Linked DNA regions of Sus scrofa: all the other regions are linked to region 1. A link is a contact called in public HiChIP or PLAC-seq and promoter capture Hi-C data. All regions are on one chromosome and are shown on one strand. The core of a region is the stretch at or near the end of the contact, and the rest is flanking DNA. Distances in the headings are between cores, read along the strand shown. Region 1 holds the start of RNASEK (ribonuclease kappa). Region 2 holds the start of INCA1 (protein INCA1). Region 3 holds the start of MPDU1 (mannose-P-dolichol utilization defect 1). Region 4 holds the start of SPAG7 (sperm associated antigen 7). Region 5 holds the start of MINK1 (misshapen-like kinase 1).

The links. Promoter capture Hi-C pulls out the DNA fragments that hold promoters and counts their contacts. HiChIP or PLAC-seq counts read pairs in DNA pulled down with a chosen protein or histone mark.
Region 2: a contact with region 1 is called in a promoter capture Hi-C map of liver, with 3 times the contacts expected there. The contact joins the promoter of INCA1 here to the promoter of RNASEK in region 1. A contact is called at or near these places in 2 of 5 promoter capture datasets (fetal liver and liver), 1 of 47 Hi-C or Micro-C datasets (liver) and 1 of 2 datasets of contacts at active chromatin or transcription factors (alveolar macrophages).
Region 3: an H3K27ac HiChIP or PLAC-seq map of alveolar macrophages shows a contact between it and region 1. The contact joins the promoter of MPDU1 here to the promoter of RNASEK in region 1. A contact is called at or near these places in 1 of 5 promoter capture datasets (fetal liver) and 1 of 2 datasets of contacts at active chromatin or transcription factors (alveolar macrophages).
Region 4: a contact with region 1 is called in an H3K27ac HiChIP or PLAC-seq map of alveolar macrophages. The contact joins the promoter of SPAG7 here to the promoter of RNASEK in region 1. A contact is called at or near these places in 2 of 5 promoter capture datasets (fetal skeletal muscle and liver), 1 of 47 Hi-C or Micro-C datasets (heart right ventricle) and 2 of 2 datasets of contacts at active chromatin or transcription factors (alveolar macrophages and skeletal muscle).
Region 5: a promoter capture Hi-C map of fetal liver shows a contact between it and region 1, with 2.5 times the contacts expected there. The contact joins the promoter of MINK1 here to the promoter of RNASEK in region 1. A contact is called at or near these places in 2 of 5 promoter capture datasets (fetal liver and liver) and 1 of 2 datasets of contacts at active chromatin or transcription factors (alveolar macrophages).

What each region holds. Positions count from the first base shown.
Region 1 is chr12:52,415,224-52,418,666 of Sscrofa11.1, forward strand. RNASEK (ribonuclease kappa) reads left to right here and starts at 1,680. Exons shown (of 3, transcript XM_003358238.4): 1 at 1,680-2,129; 2 at 2,800-2,876; 3 at 3,261-3,443. The coding sequence starts at 1,680. The coding sequence ends at 3,402.
Region 2 is chr12:51,921,811-51,925,253 of Sscrofa11.1, forward strand. INCA1 (protein INCA1) reads left to right here and starts at 1,954. Exons shown (of 6, transcript XM_021067760.1): 1 at 1,954-2,064. The coding sequence starts at 1,956. KIF1C (kinesin-like protein KIF1C) reads right to left here and starts at 2,655. Exons shown (of 23, transcript XM_021067761.1): 1 at 2,425-2,655; 2 at 235-367. The coding sequence starts at 340.
Region 3 is chr12:52,877,313-52,880,755 of Sscrofa11.1, forward strand. MPDU1 (mannose-P-dolichol utilization defect 1) reads left to right here and starts at 1,612. Exons shown (of 7, transcript NM_001044619.1): 1 at 1,612-1,725; 2 at 3,409-3,443. The coding sequence starts at 1,623.
Region 4 is chr12:51,947,080-51,950,522 of Sscrofa11.1, forward strand. SPAG7 (sperm associated antigen 7) reads left to right here and starts at 1,834. Exons shown (of 7, transcript NM_001243921.1): 1 at 1,834-1,926. The coding sequence starts at 1,842. It overlaps CAMTA2 (calmodulin-binding transcription activator 2), which reads left to right. Exons shown (of 23, transcript XM_021067750.1): 20 at 74-94; 21 at 256-443; 22 at 602-676; 23 at 761-1,624. The coding sequence ends at 824.
Region 5 is chr12:52,064,951-52,068,393 of Sscrofa11.1, forward strand. MINK1 (misshapen-like kinase 1) reads right to left here and starts at 1,737. Exons shown (of 32, transcript XM_021067776.1): 1 at 1,314-1,737. The coding sequence starts at 1,370.

The DNA.
Region 1 (3,443 bases), core at 430-2,929:
ACAAAAATAAACATAAAAATAAATAAAATAAAATGCAGAAAAACAAAAACCTGTGCCTTTGCTAAATGGAAGCACAGGCTGCAGGCTGGATTTGGCCCTCAAGGGCGGTATCTGCCCAAGGGTGACCTGCAGGAGCCTGAGGAATTGACTGTACTTGCAAAACATCCAGAGAATGCTGGGCGGCTGGGTTGGAGACAGGGAAGGTTTCTTGGAGAAGCTCAACCAATTCTCCTTTCCCAGGAGCTTGACTTCATGCTTGGTGACCAGCTCAAAAATTCCTGACTCTTCTTTTTTTTTTTGCCTTTTTTGCCATTTCTTGGGCCGCTCTCGCAGCATATGGAGGTTCCCAGGCTAGGGGTCTAATCGGAGCTGTAGCCGCCATCCTACACCAGAGCCACAGCAACGCAGGATCCGAGCCACGTCTGCAACCTACACCACAGCTCTCGGCAACGCCGGATCCTTAACCCACTGAGTGAGGCCAGGGATCGAACCCGCAACCTCATGGTTCCTAGTCGGATTTGTTAACCACTGCGCCATGACGGGAACTCCTCCTGACTCTTCTTTGGCAGCTTTCCTTCCTCCCCTTCATCTCCTATTCACACACCTACCCCCAAAGTCCCTGAACGAGAATGGTGCTCCCAAGGCAGAATAAAAACCTTCACCGCACAAGGGCTTCCCCCCATACAGTCTCAAACAAAAGAGACACAATTCACGTCTGAAGGTCATTTGCCAGCCTCTGCAGTACCCCAGGGCCTCTATTTTTCCCACGTTGCAAGTTCTCTGTCATGACCCTTCTAAGAACAATATGCACAAAATACATGGAAAAATAACACAAATGTATGCTAACCACTGACAGTGTTTGGCTCTGGGGTCTTGGGATCAAAATGACCCTTCTCAATTATGCTAAGATCACCGTCCTGACTAGAATGCATATGACAAGCTCAGCGCAAAACTGTGTTCTTCAAACACCACTATTGCCCTGAATAATATTACGGATCATCGTCTTTCACCAGCAAAGTATACAAACTTATCCTTTGGAGAATATGATCTATTCATAGTTTCAAAATCTTGTGCCTTGCCTTGCTCAAAGGATTTATGATCCGTTTTCTTAGTTTACGGCAGGGAAGCAAAGCGACATTTTTGTGGACTTACTCCTTGCTCCAGCACATCTGGCAGGACCACTCACCTTAACAACTTGTTCACTGAGTCTGCTTTCCCTGGACTTTTCCTAACGCCCGTATTTTTCCTGGACTTGGCATCCAAAACGCTTCAGTAGTCCATGCTTGGTAACAAAACGCTACCTAAGTATTTCCAGCGCCAAGAACCCTCAGCAATCTTAAGGCGCTCTTGCCACAGCAAGTAGGCTTGGGCTTGGGAGGGGGCTCCTGCCTCCTTTTCCTGGGTCAGGACGTCTATTTTAAAAGGTAGGGATGCGTAGAGAGGAGATACAGAGGTTCTCCCTCCGTTTAAATCTCTGTCTCTACTTACCACGCCCCCTTCAGGATACCACCCGTGACTATGGTATCTGAAAGAAAAATCAGATAACTTCAGTCCTCTGCCCCTAAGAGCCCATCGCCAAGGTCACCTGGGTCTCCGGCAGAGCTTAAACTCTTTCCCGAGGCCGAGCTACGGCTTCCTCCTCTTCATTTGCTGTGCCAGCTTTGGTCACGTGACACGATAGCCCCTCCCATTCATCCTGGAGAGGCGGGGGGGACGCCAAGAAGACGGGGGCCTTTACTCCAGCCTACTCTCACTTCAGCTACGTAGGGGTCAACAGAGGATTCCTAAAGGGCTGCTACGGTTCCAGACACACCGTCTGTTCCCGCCAAAGTCCGGGGGGATCCGGAAGCGCCAACATTCTCCGCTTGGCGCCCCCCACACACACCCAAGATGGTTGGATCCTGAGGCCCCGCCCCCTCAGCCGCCCTACCTGCTCTCGGTCCTCTGCGGCGCGAGCCCCCAAGTCCTGCTCGCTTTCCCCCAGCTCATCGGCCTCCTCCTGCCGCCTTTCTACCTGGCCCACCTCTAGGCGATCCCCGACTCCCTTCTTCATGGCGTCGCTTCTGTGCTGTGGGCCCAAGCTGGCCGCCTGCGGCATCGTCCTTAGCGCCTGGGGAGTGATCATGTTGGTGAGGGGACTGCCCGGCGAGAACCGGAGAGAGGGCCTGAGGGGCCCTGTTGCTGGAGGGCTGGAGGCTAGGAGACTTCAGGCCTTGGAAAGCAGCAGGCAGGCTGGAGGGGGTGGTTGATTAGCCGCTGGAGAACGAGAAAGAACTGAATTGAAAAATGGAGAACTGGGAGGGGGGAAAGGGGCGAGGGGAGCTGGAGCTTGGAATGGGAGCCGGGGATGGTACATTTGGAGACCCCTCAGGGTAAGAAGAAGAGCTGGGTTCTTGAGAGATCCTTGAGCTGAATGGAGGGCATTGGGAAAGGGAGCGCTTGGTCCCGAGAGGGGTAGCTGGGCCTTGTTTCTCGCCCCACTTGAGGAAGAAATATGGAGAAGTGCCGATTCCCCTTGACCTCCTCCGCGCTGTCCCATGATAATGACGCCTCCAGAGAGAAGGATAATCTGGGTCCCTCACTCTTCCTGCCCTTGCCCCAGCAAAGTCTTCTTTATGTCACACTCACACCCTATTCCGGGTGACTGGAGCCCAAATCCGGCAACAACCATCCCTAATCCCAGGTCGTTTTGGTAATTCCCAAACCCAGATGTTGTGGCAACATTCAAAGTGGGAGGAGTTTAGGCGGTGACCCGTCAGGTACCTGAGGTTCAACAAGCTACCCTTTTCCTTTTTTCAGATAATGCTCGGAATCTTTTTCAATGTCCACTCTGCTGTGCTCATTGAAGACGTTCCTTTCACGGAGAAAGATTTTGAGTAAGTGGAGAGGCGGCAGCGGAAATGGTCAGAATTATGGGTGGGGAAACTGCAGAAAGTGGGATGCTTGGGGCCAGGAGGCCAGGGAACTGGGTGCGGAGAGTTGCTCTCTTTGGCACACAGGAGCAGTTTTGGGTCAGACCTCAGCGACCATACTAAACCCACCACTTTGGGGCGGCTTCTTTAGTTAGGCATTTTATTTTTCTGGGCCTCCGTCCACCTCTGCAAAGTGGATACTATACTAGAACTCACCCCATAGGGTTATGAAGATTGAAAAAGATAACACACGTAAAATCTTTTAGAACGGTACCTGGCACATAGTGCTCAGTAAATGTTGGCTGCTCTTAATGTTTCTGACATTTCTCTACCTAATCCCACCCCTAGGAATGGCCCCCAGGACATATACAAGCTCTACGAGCAAGTCAGCTACAACTGTTTCATCGCCGCGGGCCTTTACCTTCTCCTCGGAGGCTTCTCTTTCTGCCAAGTTCGGCTCAATAAGCGCAAGGAATATATGGTGCGCTAGAGCACCACTGCGTTTCCCCGCTCCAGCCCCCTCTTCTATTT
Region 2 (3,443 bases), core at 704-3,203, 490 kb before region 1:
GCCTCCCACCGGGCTGCCTCCCTGGATTGGGCAACGGAGGGCTCCAGGCCAACATTCCCCCTCCCAGGGACTGGGAGCATGGAAAGGCCAGCCTGTCTCAGCCCCCGCCCTTACAACTAGCACCTGCTCTGTGCCCAGCACAGCCCTCCTCCCGGTTCAGACCAACAGGACTGGCCTGCATGGTGGGCCTGGCCCGTCCTGCCTGTGCCACCCGGGCTCCTGGGACTCACTCACAGGTGGTGCTGCCCTGCATGCTGACCACACACTTGGCATCCTGGCTGGTCTCACGGGTGTTGAAGGGACGAACCCTCACTGCCACTTTCACTGAGGCGCCAGCCATGGCTCCAGATACTCCCACCCTCCTCAGCTGGAGGACAGAGACAGAAAACGGGGTCAGAGCCACTGGGGGGAACCAGACATTACCTCCAGCTTCTCGAGGAACCAGTCCCTCCACCCCCCTTCCCCAGCTACCCAACCCCTCAAGGACCCAGTTTCTATTCCCCTGGCCTTCCTCCCCAATGTCACTGTCCTCAGGGACTCCCGGAGGTGGTTCCTGCCTCTCTCCCCAGCCACATCCCAGCTTGCGGGGACCTGGGCCGTCACCCCGGCGTTACCTGGTGTCCTGGCCCCAGACCAGGGGGGCTGTATCAGTTCTGGCTGCCACCGGCCCTCGTAGGAGGAGCCCCATCCTACACTTGGGGCCTGGCCACGCCAGCTGAGGCTGTGGGGGAAACCCTGGTTGTGGGGGAAGAGCGGTTAGGAGGCACCTGTGGCTCCAGAGGTGTGCCTGGGCTTCCAGGGTTGGAGGGCAACGGGCAGGGGGTATGTTCGCAAAGGTAAGGATAGCTGCCCTCTGCAGCAGCCAAATGCCATGTGGATCCAAGGGCAGGGAGGGTGATATTTTTATTCCTCGTCACTCACAAGTGCACTGACCGTTCAGATAGAGAAGAGAGAGAGAGAGAGAGGCTGGACAGAGGGCAATTCAGAGAGAGGGACACATGGGCCGAGACACTGAGGGTGGTGGGAAGCGGGAAGAGGAGGGGCCAAAAGTCCCAGACACCAAGAAAACGGGAGAGACAAGAGAGAAGGCAAGACAGAGGTCATGCTAGGAAAGAAAGAAGGGGCGACGAAGAGGACAGCAAACACAGAAGTGTTCAACGGGAAGGGAAAAAGCACAAACTGGGAGCCCAGAAGAGAAAGCAGATGAGAGAAAACCCCAAGCACAGGACCTGCCTCAAAATTCCCCCACAGGGCCAGCCAAGGAGAAGGAGACACCAGCTCGCACCGAGGGCCCCAAACCTCCACAGAGAGGGCAAGACTGCTAAGGGGCAAAGTCCACAGGCTAGAGGGACAGCCCAGAACTGGGATCCACAGGGCCTGCCTGCAAGCCCCAAACCCCTTGCCCAGCCCCCAGCACTTCCTCCTCAGGATCCAGCACAATGGGCAGGGGAGGGTGGGGTCATCCTGTAAGCATCCAACCAAGCCCCAGGGCTCCTCGGTTGCGGGATCCAGGATACCTACGGTTTATGGGAGGGAGGGCACCTGAGGATCCCCGGAAGAAAGAATGAAGGAAAGCAGGCAGTCCCAGCTCCAGCCTGGGGCTAGTGCTATGGCGTCCACTGGGCTGGGGAAGGTGCCAGGCTAGAGCCCAGGAATGTGGGTGATCGGGTGCCCACACCCTGGGAGGAGAGGCTGAGCAGCCCACGCCCACGGACAGCAGGGTGGAGGGTTGGGAAGAGAGATCAGGGATGCTGGGCCCCCTTCTGTGGTCCCAAAGGACCTCAAACCCTTGTCATACTGAGCCTCACCTCACCAGCCTTCCTGGCCAGGGCATGGGAGGGGTGGGAGAGCTGGTCTGTCCCAGGACAGGAAGGGAGTAGTGGAAACCAAAGAGGCCTTCTCAGGAAGAACAGCCCTGACCCCCAGACCCTGACCAGGAGAGGGAAGGGACACTGATGGGGACACGCAATGGTGCCGCCCGCGCGGCTAATGGGGCAGGGAAAGGGGTAGCACTGCTGGAGGACGGCGGATTAAGGACTAAGGCAGAGGTACAGGGTTCGGCCGGTGAGTGTAAAGGCGCAGTGGGGTACAGGGAGAAGTCCCGGCTGGAGTGAGGCCGAGTGACCAGAAAGGGGGGGCCTCGGGCCACCTGCACCTTACCCGGCCAGCAGGTTTCACACAGAGCCCCCCCCCTCCCGGCCTTTCCGGGCGGCCATGAGGACCCTGTCCTCCTGTCCAGCCAACCGACGGCCGCCCCGGGCCTGGCACCTCTCTGCGCCTCCGCGGGACAAACAGCACATGATCCAAGCTCTCGCGGCCAGCCGGCCCCCGCCGGGTAGTGCAAACCGGGACCCCGGCTCCCCGCCCCCCAGCTCCGCACATTCCTTCGCGGGTGTCCCCTCCCTCGCCCCCCCCAACTCTCACCTCGTCGCGGCGGGGCTCCCCAAGAGGCTGGGGAGAATGCAAAGGGAACAAACTTTCCGGGAAGCGTGAAAGGGGAGCGGAGGTGATCCGGGGCCGGTTCGGGGCTGCCCCCGCCCCTCGCCGGGTCCCCGGGCGGTGGGCGGCGGACTCACGCCCCGGGGGCGACAGCAGTAGCGGCGCCAGCGGCCGGCGCCCGCCCGGGCAGCGCGAGCTGGGGCGGGAGCGAGGGGCGGGGGACAGGGGGCGCGCGCCCGCGCGCGCGCGCCGTCCCGAGGAGGGTCTGGGAGTGACTCGGAATGCTGTTAAAGGGGCAATGCCCTCGAGATCGCGGGGCCCACCGGGCGGAGATGGGAAAACTGAGTTGCGGACGCGGAAGGGCGAGCAGGATGCCAGTACGCTGGAGGGTGGCCAGCACCCGAGGAGCCGGGAAATGTGGGGTCGAACCCCGCAGGGCACCCAGGCCCCGGACCCGCGCACGCCGCCGCCGTCGGAGGCGCGCAAAGGGGGCGGAACCTCCCTCCGGGCCCCACCCAGGAGGTGGTTCGGCGCAGGCCCCGCCCCCAGGCGCGCGCCGCTGACCGGCTCCGCCCTCATCTCCAGTCACCGCCTCGCTCCTCCCCCGCGCCCGGCGTATCGTTCTAGAATTCGCCGCGCCGCTGCCTCAGGTGCCGGGGCCAAGTGTACTCAGCGGCGGCACGGCCACCCGGGCGCTTCGTCTCTGCCTGGCCCTCACGATTGACAGGCCCCTCAGGCCCGTGGCGCCCTCTCGGGCCCAAGCCGCCCCCTCAGGCCTGGGTGCCCTCTCAGGCCCAGGCCACCCCTAGCGACCCAGCCTGGCCCCCGCAGAGAGTCCCTCAGGCGCGGGCCCACCACCTGGGGCCGCATGGACTGCACAGCCCCCCCCCCGTGTCCTAGGCTTTGCTGCTCCCCACGCCCCAGTCCACCTGCCAGGGGCCCCCTGAGCCGTCTCTGGCCTGGCCTTCCCTTCAGGCAGGGCCACCCACTCCCCACCACGGCTC
Region 3 (3,443 bases), core at 362-2,861, 460 kb after region 1:
TCATGCCTTTCTGTGCCTTCCATGCTTGGATCTCAGGGAGCCAGAAACAACTGGTGAGGAGGGATGAAAATGCCACCGTGTAACCCAGTGACTTCCTGGGTCCACCCCCCAAAGCCTGGCACAGCTAGTGTCAAACCTGCCTTGGCTCCCTTCTTCCTTTTCTTCTGGGGCTGGCCCCTGGCTATACCAGTTCCCTCTCCTCCAATCCAGTGGAGCCACCCAGCCCAGCAGCCTTCTTCCCGACCCTCATCACATGCAATTAAGGTGAAGCAGGCAACAACAGCAATGAGTGAGGAGGGAAAGGTCACAGCTGGGTTCATTTCCTTTCAAAAGGCTGCACCGGTGGCTTCGTAACAGGCTAGGGAAGCCCGGAATAAACCCTTGCTACACCTGAGATGCTCTTGTCTCACCTGTAAAGGGTTTTCATCAACCATGGGAGCAACAGGCACCCTGACCTCCACATACAGTGACTCTATGCTCCTGGGAACAACATGCCTCCGGCCTGGGCAACCTGCAAAGCCAACCCTGAAGTCCTCAGTGGAGGTGCACCTAGGGGTGGTGCGTGGCACCCCCAGGGCAGCCTGCGTCCATTTTCTAAAAAGAGACACCCCCCCGCCCCGACCGCCACAGCTTGCACCACCAATGAGTGCCACGCCCCCCTTTACAGTCGGCCAAGAGCAATCCCAGGGGCCAGAATAGGGCCTCTCCAGTCGTAAAAGCCTTGCAAGAAAACAGCCACCCGAGCCTGGAGACCCACCCCTCTGCGGGCAGCACGTGGCAGAGGCCCAGTAACCACACCACCACCTTGCAGACACCCCGTAGGACCTTGCAGACTGTAGCGCGGGAGTCACCAAAGCGTGTGGCACTGCCACCCAGCAGGGGCCCAGCCACCAGAGCTCGAGCTGGTGTCCCGGCGCTGGGTGGCAGAGAGAAGAACCCCGGGGCACTTGTTTCACAGAAGCAGCCAGGGCTGGGCCCGCAGGAGGGCTGGTGGCTCTGCTGTCCCCCAAAACTGGGCTCGCCTTCCCCACCTCCTCCTCCGCTTCACTGTCCTGACCCAGCAGTTGCTGCCACTCCCATCCGTCAAAGCCTGGGAGAGCCCAAGGAGGGAGAAATATGGGCCCGGAACCTAAGGAGGGCTGCCTGGCTCATACCGTCCCGCTGCCCTCGGCGCCCTCTGGAGACGCCGAGTAAGAAGAGAGAAAACCACAGCGCTCCCCCCCGCAACGCCACTTTGCAGACTCACGCTCTTTCTCCCTCAACTTCGAGCACTGTAAAGTCAGATGGAAGAAGACAAGATGGCGCCGAGCAGGAGGAGCGGAGAAATGCAGGAGAATAAATCCTGCTGCCGAAACGGAAGCTTAAACAAAGATGCGAAAGCTGGAACTGCGCAGGCGTACAGCTTTGGCAAGCTTTAAAACTCCAGCAGCAGGGAGGGCGCGTCCAGAAAACGCGGTCCTGGGATGGGACCTACTTTCCGCTAAGGTGGGATGGCGTAAATAGCGGGGAACTGGGGAGGTCCTGACTTATCGCGAGAAGACAGGAGGCGGAGAGCTCGGAGTGCGCATGCGCACCGCGAATCAATGGCGGTCTGCGCGACTGGCGGAAGCTAGCTTTGCAATATGGCGGCTGAGGTAGATGGGCCGCTCAAACGGGTGTTGGTGCCGATTCTTTTACCTGAGAAATGCTACGACCAAATTTTCGTCCAGTGGGACTTGCTTCACGGTGAGTTTCATTTGGAATCCAATCAAAGTTCTGTTCAAGAGCCCCCGGGCCTTAAAAGGGACTTCAGTGCGGACTAACTGACACCGGCGACTACCGCCACGCCAGTGCTGGGCGGAAGTCACTTCTGAGAAGGGCGGAAGTGTCTTGCGCTCCGTAGGGGGGGAGACGCCATATTTGGGGGAGGGAGAGAGTCGCCGAGTGTGAATACTTAATTAGTTTGACAACGATGAAAGACAAGACTTCACAAAACAAAGTTAAAATCTGATCTGGTCTTTCCAACCTTTAATAGATAGCTATATCTTCAGGTGCAAGATTACATTAATACAAAGCCTATGATCCAGGCTTTTGGTGGCACCACCAAGGCTCCTGCCATCCCAGTAACTTTCCTTCTAATTTCCATGGTCTTTTTTTTTTTTTTGCTTTTTAGGGCCGCATTCTCGGCCTATGGAAGTTCCCGGCTAGGGGTCGAATTGGAGCCACAGCAACGCTGGATCCGAGCCGCTTCTACGACCTGCACCATAATTCACAGCAAAGACGTATCCTTAACTCTCTGAGAAAGGCCAGGGAGCGAACCCGTGTCCTCATGGATACTAGTTGGGTTCGTTATTGCTAAGCCTGGCGGGTCACTCCACTCATGGTCTAATTTTTTTTTTTTTTTTTAGGGCTGCACCCCCAGCATATGGAAGTTCCCAGGCTAGGGGTCAAATCAGAGCTGCAGCTACCAACGTGGGGATTGGAGCCACGTCTGCGACCTACACCACAGCTCAGGGCAACACCAGATCCTTAACCCCTGAGCTAGGCCAGGGATCGAAGCCTCATCCCCATGGTTACCAGTCACATGTTTCTGCTGCACCACAATGGGAATTCCCCAATTTTGTACTTGCCTGCCTTCCTCTTTCTATCTGCCAGGCATCTGCACCCCAGTGCCCACCTAAGATGTCAGACCCTTTGGGGAGCCTTTGCAGTATGTCTCTGTCAGTTCATAGTGCCCCACTGTGCTCCAGGGACAGATATGCTTTAACTGGATTCATGACCAGTGAGAATCTGACTCCCACTGGGCCAAGCACCTTGAGGGGTAGAGCTTCAAGACAAGAGAAGATGTCTGGTAATTGAGTCCCTGAGTAGGTGCCAGGGACAAAGTGTTCTGGAGTGAGGGATACAGAGGAAACCCTATTCTTGGAGAAAGACTTGAGAAGTAGATTGCCTGGTTGCTCAGAGGCGGGACTAAAGGATAAGAGTCTTGAGCATTGATCAGCTCTATACAGGGAAGCAGCGGAGGGCCTTGGAAGTCAAATCATGGAGTTTAGATGTGATTTGCAGGGAATGGAAGATTGGTTTAGAGAAAAGGAATGGTAAAAGCTGTTTTGAAAAGTCATCCCGGAGTTCCCTTGGTGGCACAGAATCAGACTAGGAACCATGAGGTTGCAGGTTCAATCCCTGGCCTCGCTCAGTGGGTTGAGGATCCGACGTTGCTGTGGTGTAGGTCCCGGACGTGGATCGGATCCCGTGTTGCTGCAATTCTGGCGTAGGCCGGTGGCTACAGCTCCAATTAGACCCCTAGCCTGGGAACCTCCATATGCAAGGGTGCAGCCTTAAAAAGATAAAAAGGCTTTAGGCCTGAGCCTCCTGGATGCCTGGGACTGGGTTCCAGAGGTCTCTACTTACTGCTTTTTCTTTTCTCAGTTCCCTGCCTCAAGATTCTCCTCAGCAAATGCCTG
Region 4 (3,443 bases), core at 584-3,083, 470 kb before region 1:
CCACACCCACCCATTCCAGCCCAGAGCATCCAGAATGCTGCCGGAGCCCTAACTCCCCTTCTCTTTCCACAAGCTGACCTGGATTGCACTCAAGGTATTAGGCATGAGACCTGGGCGTGAGCTTGTCTGTGATGATTCAGCTTTCCCGTGTGGATTAGAGAGAGACTTGCAACAACTGAACTTGGGGGTGACCCTCAGGGGCTTGGATCTCTGTCCCTCCATTTCAGCCCCTTCCCCTCCTCCCCACCCCTGCAGTTTGCACTCTATAAGAAGATGACCCAGGCTGCCATCCTGATCCAGAGCAAGTTCCGAAGCTACTATGAACAGAAGCGATTTCAGCAGAGTCGCCGGGCAGCGGTGCTCATCCAGCAGCACTACCGCTCCTACCGTCGCAGGCCAGGGCCTCCCCACCGGCCCACGGGCCCCCTGCCTGCCCGCAGCAAGTATGGCCCTAGCTTTCCACCCCTGCTGGCCATACCCACTGCCCAAGGATACCCTCCATCATTCTGCCCCCCCCTTCCCCTGCCAGGGTCCCTAAGGGGCAGAGGGCAGGGGATGCCCGCGTGTTGTGTGAGGTTTCATCTCTTCTTTCTTCCACCAGAGGCTCTTTTCTCACCAAGAAGCAGGACCAGGCAGCCCGGAAGATCATGAGATTCCTGCGGCGCTGCCGACACAGGTGCTGCGATTTGGCCCTGCCGCCTCCCCCATCCCACCTCCCGATCGGCCGGTGTCCCCTGACTCCTTCCTTGTCTCTCGGCAGGATGAGGGAATTGAAGCAGAACCAGGAGCTGGAAGGGCTTCCCCAGCCCGGCCTGGCCACCTGACTTCTCCATCGCCTTTCTCATCAGCCGGGGCCGCTTCTTGCAGTCTTAACAGGGAGAGGGCTCTCTGGGGGAGGGGGAGCCCCCCCACCCCACCCCCCGTTGGCAGCTTTCCCGTCACTTCTGTAGGAGCCCATCCTCGGTCTCCGCTCCCGCCCCCTCCGAAGTGCTGAACTCCCTCTCCCACCCCCGGCTCCTTCTCCTCTTCCCTCCGGGTCGTGCCCCCCTCTTTGAGTCCCCGGCTCCAGAAGACCCACGCCCCACATACCTGCATCTTCAGCTGTGACCTCCGGAGCCCTGCCTGCCCCTTCTCCACATCTCCGAACCCGCCTGTACCCACCTCAGCCCCTTCCTGACTTGCCTTATTTATTTGTTCAACGAGTCTCTGAATGTATCCGCCTCGGTCCCACCTCTGCCTTCACTGCGCGCGCGCCCCTCGTGTTTCAGGGCTGACTGTGCCCCCACCCCGACTCCGCATGTTTGCGTCTGTTCCCTCCTTTTCTGACCCTGTGTTTCCCCGTCACCCCGACCGACTCCGGCCACCGATCTCGGGGCCAAAGGAGGGGTGTATATAAGAACGCGTTGCGGAGTCCTGCCCCGTCCCCGAGGGGAGGGGGCTTGTACATAATGTAACATACAGAGTATAGTGAAGAATCTATTTAAGGCGCCGCGGGGAGGGCTGCACAGCCGGACTTGTGGTTCCTGGCGCGGCGGGGGCCTTCAGCCGGCTCTACGAGAGCACTTTCTACTTGTGCATGGGCTTGGTTTCTACGAATTGCCATTAAACATCGCTGCACCAGCCAGCCTCCGGCCTCTGTCTGACCGGGGAGTGGGGGGCGGGGGGGGCGGGGCGGGGCCTCCGCCCTTGGGAGGCTGCGCCGGGCGCCCCAGCTGGCGTCAGCGCCGCACGGGAGCTGGGCGGGGCGGGCGCGTGGTTTTCCGCCTCCGACGTGTTTCCGGCCTTAAAGGCATTTTGCCCTTCCCTTTAAGACGCACCGCCCCCTCTCAGTCACTCCCAAGATGGCGGACCTACTGGGCTCCATCCTGAGCTCCATGGAGAAGCCACCAAGCCTCGGTGACCAGGAGACTCGGCGCAAGGCCCGAGGTGAGGATCCCAAATTCACAACCGCCTTTTTTCGCCCGGTTCACAGGACCTCACTCCTTCCACTTTGACGACCCCGCCTCCTCAACCTTGAAAGACCTCTCACGGTCCCCTTCAGAGACCCCCGGAGTCCCTAAAAGGGCTACCGGCCCGCCCGCTGTTCTTAGCGGACCTTGATTGGCTACCTGAAGCCCAGCGCCAGCCCTCTCTCCTCTCCCTACCCTGGCCTTCCGCAGTCCTTCTTTTTAATTCGTCGACGAGCCCGCCTGTCCGCGGGTGGCGTGCTGTGATTGGTAGGCTGCCTCCAACCCCACCCAACCCCTTGGTGTTCTGCGGCGGCTCCTCTTCCCGCCTTCGGACCGGAGCGGGGGGCGTGTTCCACCGCTCTGCCTTTCCCGCCTCTCGGTGCTCGAGTCCCGGCAACCCCTGTCCCTATTCCGATTGGGCCCCGGACACGTCCATCCGCAAGCCTTTCACCCTTATTGGTCACCTCAACTTAAACGTCTACCTATCACGTTTCGTTCGACCTTCCTCTAGTCCACCCCACCCTCAGCACCTCTAATTGGTTGCTGAGTCCTTTTGGCGCCTTTCTGCCCCGCCTTCTTGATTTAACCCGCTCCCTTCTGCCGCTCCTCCAACCAACCTTCTTCATCTACACCCTTAAATGCCAGAACCCCCCCCCCGGGGGGGGGAGTGAATGTTGATTGGAGGGATGAGAATGCCCCTGCCCGGTCCGATTGGCGGTAGTCTCCCCGCCTGTGTTCTCCGAGTAACTTCCCTGCTGGCCTGTCAACTTGGGCTCCCAGCGCAGGGCGCGGCCCGCGGGGAGGGGCTGCCCTCTCTTTGGGTTGCTGCTCTGAGACGTGTGAATGAATCTGGCAGAATGACTGCCTTGGGGAGGACACCAGCCTTGACCATGTCCCGGGCACCGGCTCTCCACCCGTCCGAGGTGGGGCCAGGGCAGGCTAGGTTGCCTTCGAAGTCTCAAGTGCTGCCTAATATCGAACTATATCATCCATAGTTGCTGTCCTGAGTGGTTACTCGGGCCCAGGGGTACCCTCCAGGAGCCCACATGAAATGCTCACACGGGAGTTTAAAAACCAGCTTTATCAATGTCCTGAAGGAAAAATAATTGTTATGAGAGGGGCTACAAGTAGGGTCCTAACCTAGTCTGCAGTGAGCTGAGATGATGAAGAATGGGTAATTCGGTAAGTGAGAGGGGAGCACAGTGCTCAAGGCAGAGATTTGAAAGCTCTGAGGAAGAAGGGAGCCCTGGGACATAGGAAGTGGAATTTTTTAATGCTCACCATGACTGTCTAGATGGGTTCACCAGCGGCCGTTAGCAGACTAGGAAGCCTAACAGACTAGGGAGTTCAGAGTTTAGTCACTTGCCTGTGGTTATATGGTTACTAAGTGGCGGGTTTCAAGCCCAGGTGTGACTTTGAAGCCTATGTTCTTAACCATGATCTTATGCCACCTCCTCACATGCAGAGAGGAGACTCACAGAGCAGTCAGAGAAC
Region 5 (3,443 bases), core at 487-2,986, 350 kb before region 1:
TGACTCTGCTCTCTTCAATTCCCCTCTCCCCTCCAGTCATATCGGGGGCACCCGTGCAGCTGACCGCCTCTCCCCACTACTTGCCGGGCTCCTCGGCTAACTCAAAAGCCAGAAGACAACTTCAACAGGGGCCTCCTGAGCAGCTAACCCAGAGACGGGAAATCGTGCCCTGGCCAACCCCTTAGCCTGCTGAGAAAGCCCGAAGGACACGAGACAAAAACCCCCCTCTGGGTGACTGGCAAGGGTCTTCACCTTGAAATCACTCAATTGCCCCTTAAGCCAGGGCTCCCTGCTGAAGAAAAACACACAAATGCTTCTGAAAGCTCCCAAATGAGGGCACGCAGGAACCCCAGGAGGGACAACAAATGGGTACTTGCAAGAAATTGCTGCTGCAGTGGTTTCCTCGGATCCCTTTTCTAATGAACCCCCCCCCCCCCCGAGATCTCCATTGCCTCCCCCTCCCGCCAGCAAAGCCACGAATACCCAGGCTTTTCCAAACCTGATGGACCACAGGCTGCGTTGTGTTTGTGTGTGTACATACATATAAACATCCTCTTCCCGGCCCAGGCCAGAGTTTCTGAAGATAAGAAAGGCGTCCCCTCCTCCCCCAGTGCACTTGTCTTTCCTCCCAGCCCCACACTGCTGCAGAGTTGGTAATGTAATATGCGGGGACCCTGAGACCGGAAATGCCTGGTTCTGGACTGCTGCACTTGAAACGCGACCGCAGGCACGGGGAGAGCTGTGCAGGGGGATGAGGGCGGCGGTGGGAGGTGTGAGGCCGAGCGGGGAGGCTGGAGTGCCGACCGGGAAAGAGATGCAATTCACGGCCGGGCGAGGAGGAGAAAGGGCGACGAGGGCGAGGCTGGCAAGGCAGTGGCAAAGTCAAAATTCGAGGAGGCGAGAAAGAGGAGGGGGAGGAAGAAGACCTAAGTAAGAGCAAGGGGGGAAAGAGGCCCCAGAGGAGGTCAGGGGCCAGGGAGGTGATCCTACAGGTTCAGGGGAGCCAGAGGGTGACCCTCAAGCACCTGGGAGAAGGGGGTCCGGAACCGGAGTAAAGGTAGAGGTGGAGGGAAGTGTGGGGGCGGGGCACCCCAGGGCGGGGACCGAACTAGCTCCCAGAATCTGCAGCGCGTGGAGAGCCGACGGGAGCAGAGGGCGGGGGCCCGGCGGCGGCGGCTGCGGCGGGCGCGGGGGAGAGGGGCCGGGGTCGCGGCGGGGGACAGGGCGCCCGGGGAGCGCGCGAGGCGTGCGGGCGCCCGCTCCCCTGCGGCGGGGACTGGAACCAGGGCGAGGCTGGGGGGCGGCGCGCTCACCCGCAGGGCGGACAGGTCGATGTCGTCCAGGCTGCGGGCGGGGGCTGGGTCGCCCATGGCCTCCGCGGGGAACCGGGCCCCGGGGCCGCTCACGCTCCGGCTCGGTTTTTCCGCTGCCGCCGTCGCCGCTTCTCCCCCATCGGGGGATCCTGGGGGCGGACTCCACCGCGCCTCCCCCGGAGAACGGGGAGGGGGAGGGCCGGCGGGAGGACCTACCCACCGACTGACAGGAGCGAGCGCCCCAGAGCCTGCAACCCGAGCCTCCCCGCTGTCCTGCGCAGGCGCCGAGTGGCCGCGCACCGGGAGGGTGGAAGAGGGAACGTGACGCGAGCGCGCCGAGCGCCCCCTCCCCCTCGGCGCCGACACCTGCGCGCAGGCGCAGGCGGGAGAGCGAAAGGCGCGCGCGAGGACCGAGCGGCCGCGCGAGCCTGGCGTGGAAGAAGTGGGCGGAGGCCGAGGCGGCCGGGGAGCGCGCCCACCAGCCGGCGCGCGTGCGCACACGCGTTTCCTTCCTTTCCCTTATTTTTTGCCCTTTCTCTCCCCCGTTTCCTTCCGAGCTCTCCTTTGATGCCTTTCCTTCCCTTTCCCTCTTCTTTCGTGTGCCCAGCTGCCAATCAAGCCACCCACCTCTCTATTTGCGGGGGAAGGGGGCGGGACCCAACCTCCTCTATTACTAGGGGGGGTTGTTATGGTAACTCCCCACGCGAGGGCTGGGTGGCCTCTAGATAGGATGGGCTGTCCACCCACCTAATTGCCATGGCAACAGTGGAGCCGCCGAGGGAGGGGCCTCTAGTTGAAAACTTGGCTGGAGAAACCACCTGGGAGCTGGGGAGTGGAGAGGGGCACTAACTGCCGGAGGAGTGCCCCTTACCCCCTTCCCTGGCTGGAGTGGAGAGTGTGGAAGAGGGGATCTCAGATCTCAGAATAGGGAATCCTACAGCCGACCTTTGTCTCTGCACTTCTTGTTCTGCACCAAGGAACTGTTTCAACAATTATTCATTGACTGATCATTGGAGCTGTGCCTGGGGGGAGGGGGTGGCAAGGAGGGGAGGAGGAGGAATGTATGTCCAACCCCTTCAAATCTTGCTTGGGTCACCTTAGGTCTAGTCGTGTAGGCATAGCACCCCCAGCCATTAGCCTCACTGGAGGCTGGGTAACGCTATATAAAGAGCAAGGACTCGTGTTCTGCCACAGACACGCTGTGTGACCTTGAGCAGGTTGCTTTGCTTCTCTGGGACTTTCTTTCACTGTGAATTTGAAGAAGGCTGCTTGATCTCTTCCAGCAACAAGGGTATCTCTGAGAGATCCCACCATTAGCCATAATGTAAATATCACTTAGGAGGGTTTGAATGGAAAATCCTTGGGGGAGTTCCCATCGTGGCTCAGTGGTTAAGGAAACTGACTAGTAACCATGAGGACGCAAGTTCAATCCCGGGCCCCGCTCAGTGGGATAATGAGCTGTGGTGTAGGTCACAGACACGGCTTGGGATCCTACGTTGCTGTGGCTGTGGCGCAGGCTGGTGACTACAGCTCCAATTCGACCCCTAACTTGGGAACCTCCATATGCTGCAGATGTGGCCCCAAAGAAGTTTTAAAAAAAAATTTTTTTAATTAAAAAAAAAAGTCCTTGGAAAGGGGCAGACACTCCTTTCTGGCCACTTCTTTATAGCCTATTCAGATGCACCTGGATTCTTGCTTCCCTCCCCCCTTACCTTGCTGTTCTTGTCTAAGCCATTGTCTTTGTCAAATCATTACTCACCTCAATGCTCTCTCTTTTTTTAATGGCTACACCTGTGGCATATGGACGTTCCCGCCAGGGAGTGAATCTGAGCCACAGCTGTGACCTACACCACCAGCCCCTGGGATCAAATCCGAGCTGCTGCAGTCAGGCTTTTAACTCACTGTGCCACAGCAGGAACTCTGACCTCTAACACTCACAGGCCTCCTACTTAGTCTTCGTGCCTGACCTGCTTAAGTCAGTTCTCCATACTCAGTGATTTTCCTAAAACTCGTATCTTTTTTTTTTTTTTGTCTTTTCTAGGGCTGCACCCACGGTACATGGAGGTTCCCAGGCTAGGGGTCTGATCGGAGCTGTTAGCTGCCGGTCTATACCACAGCCACAGCAATGCC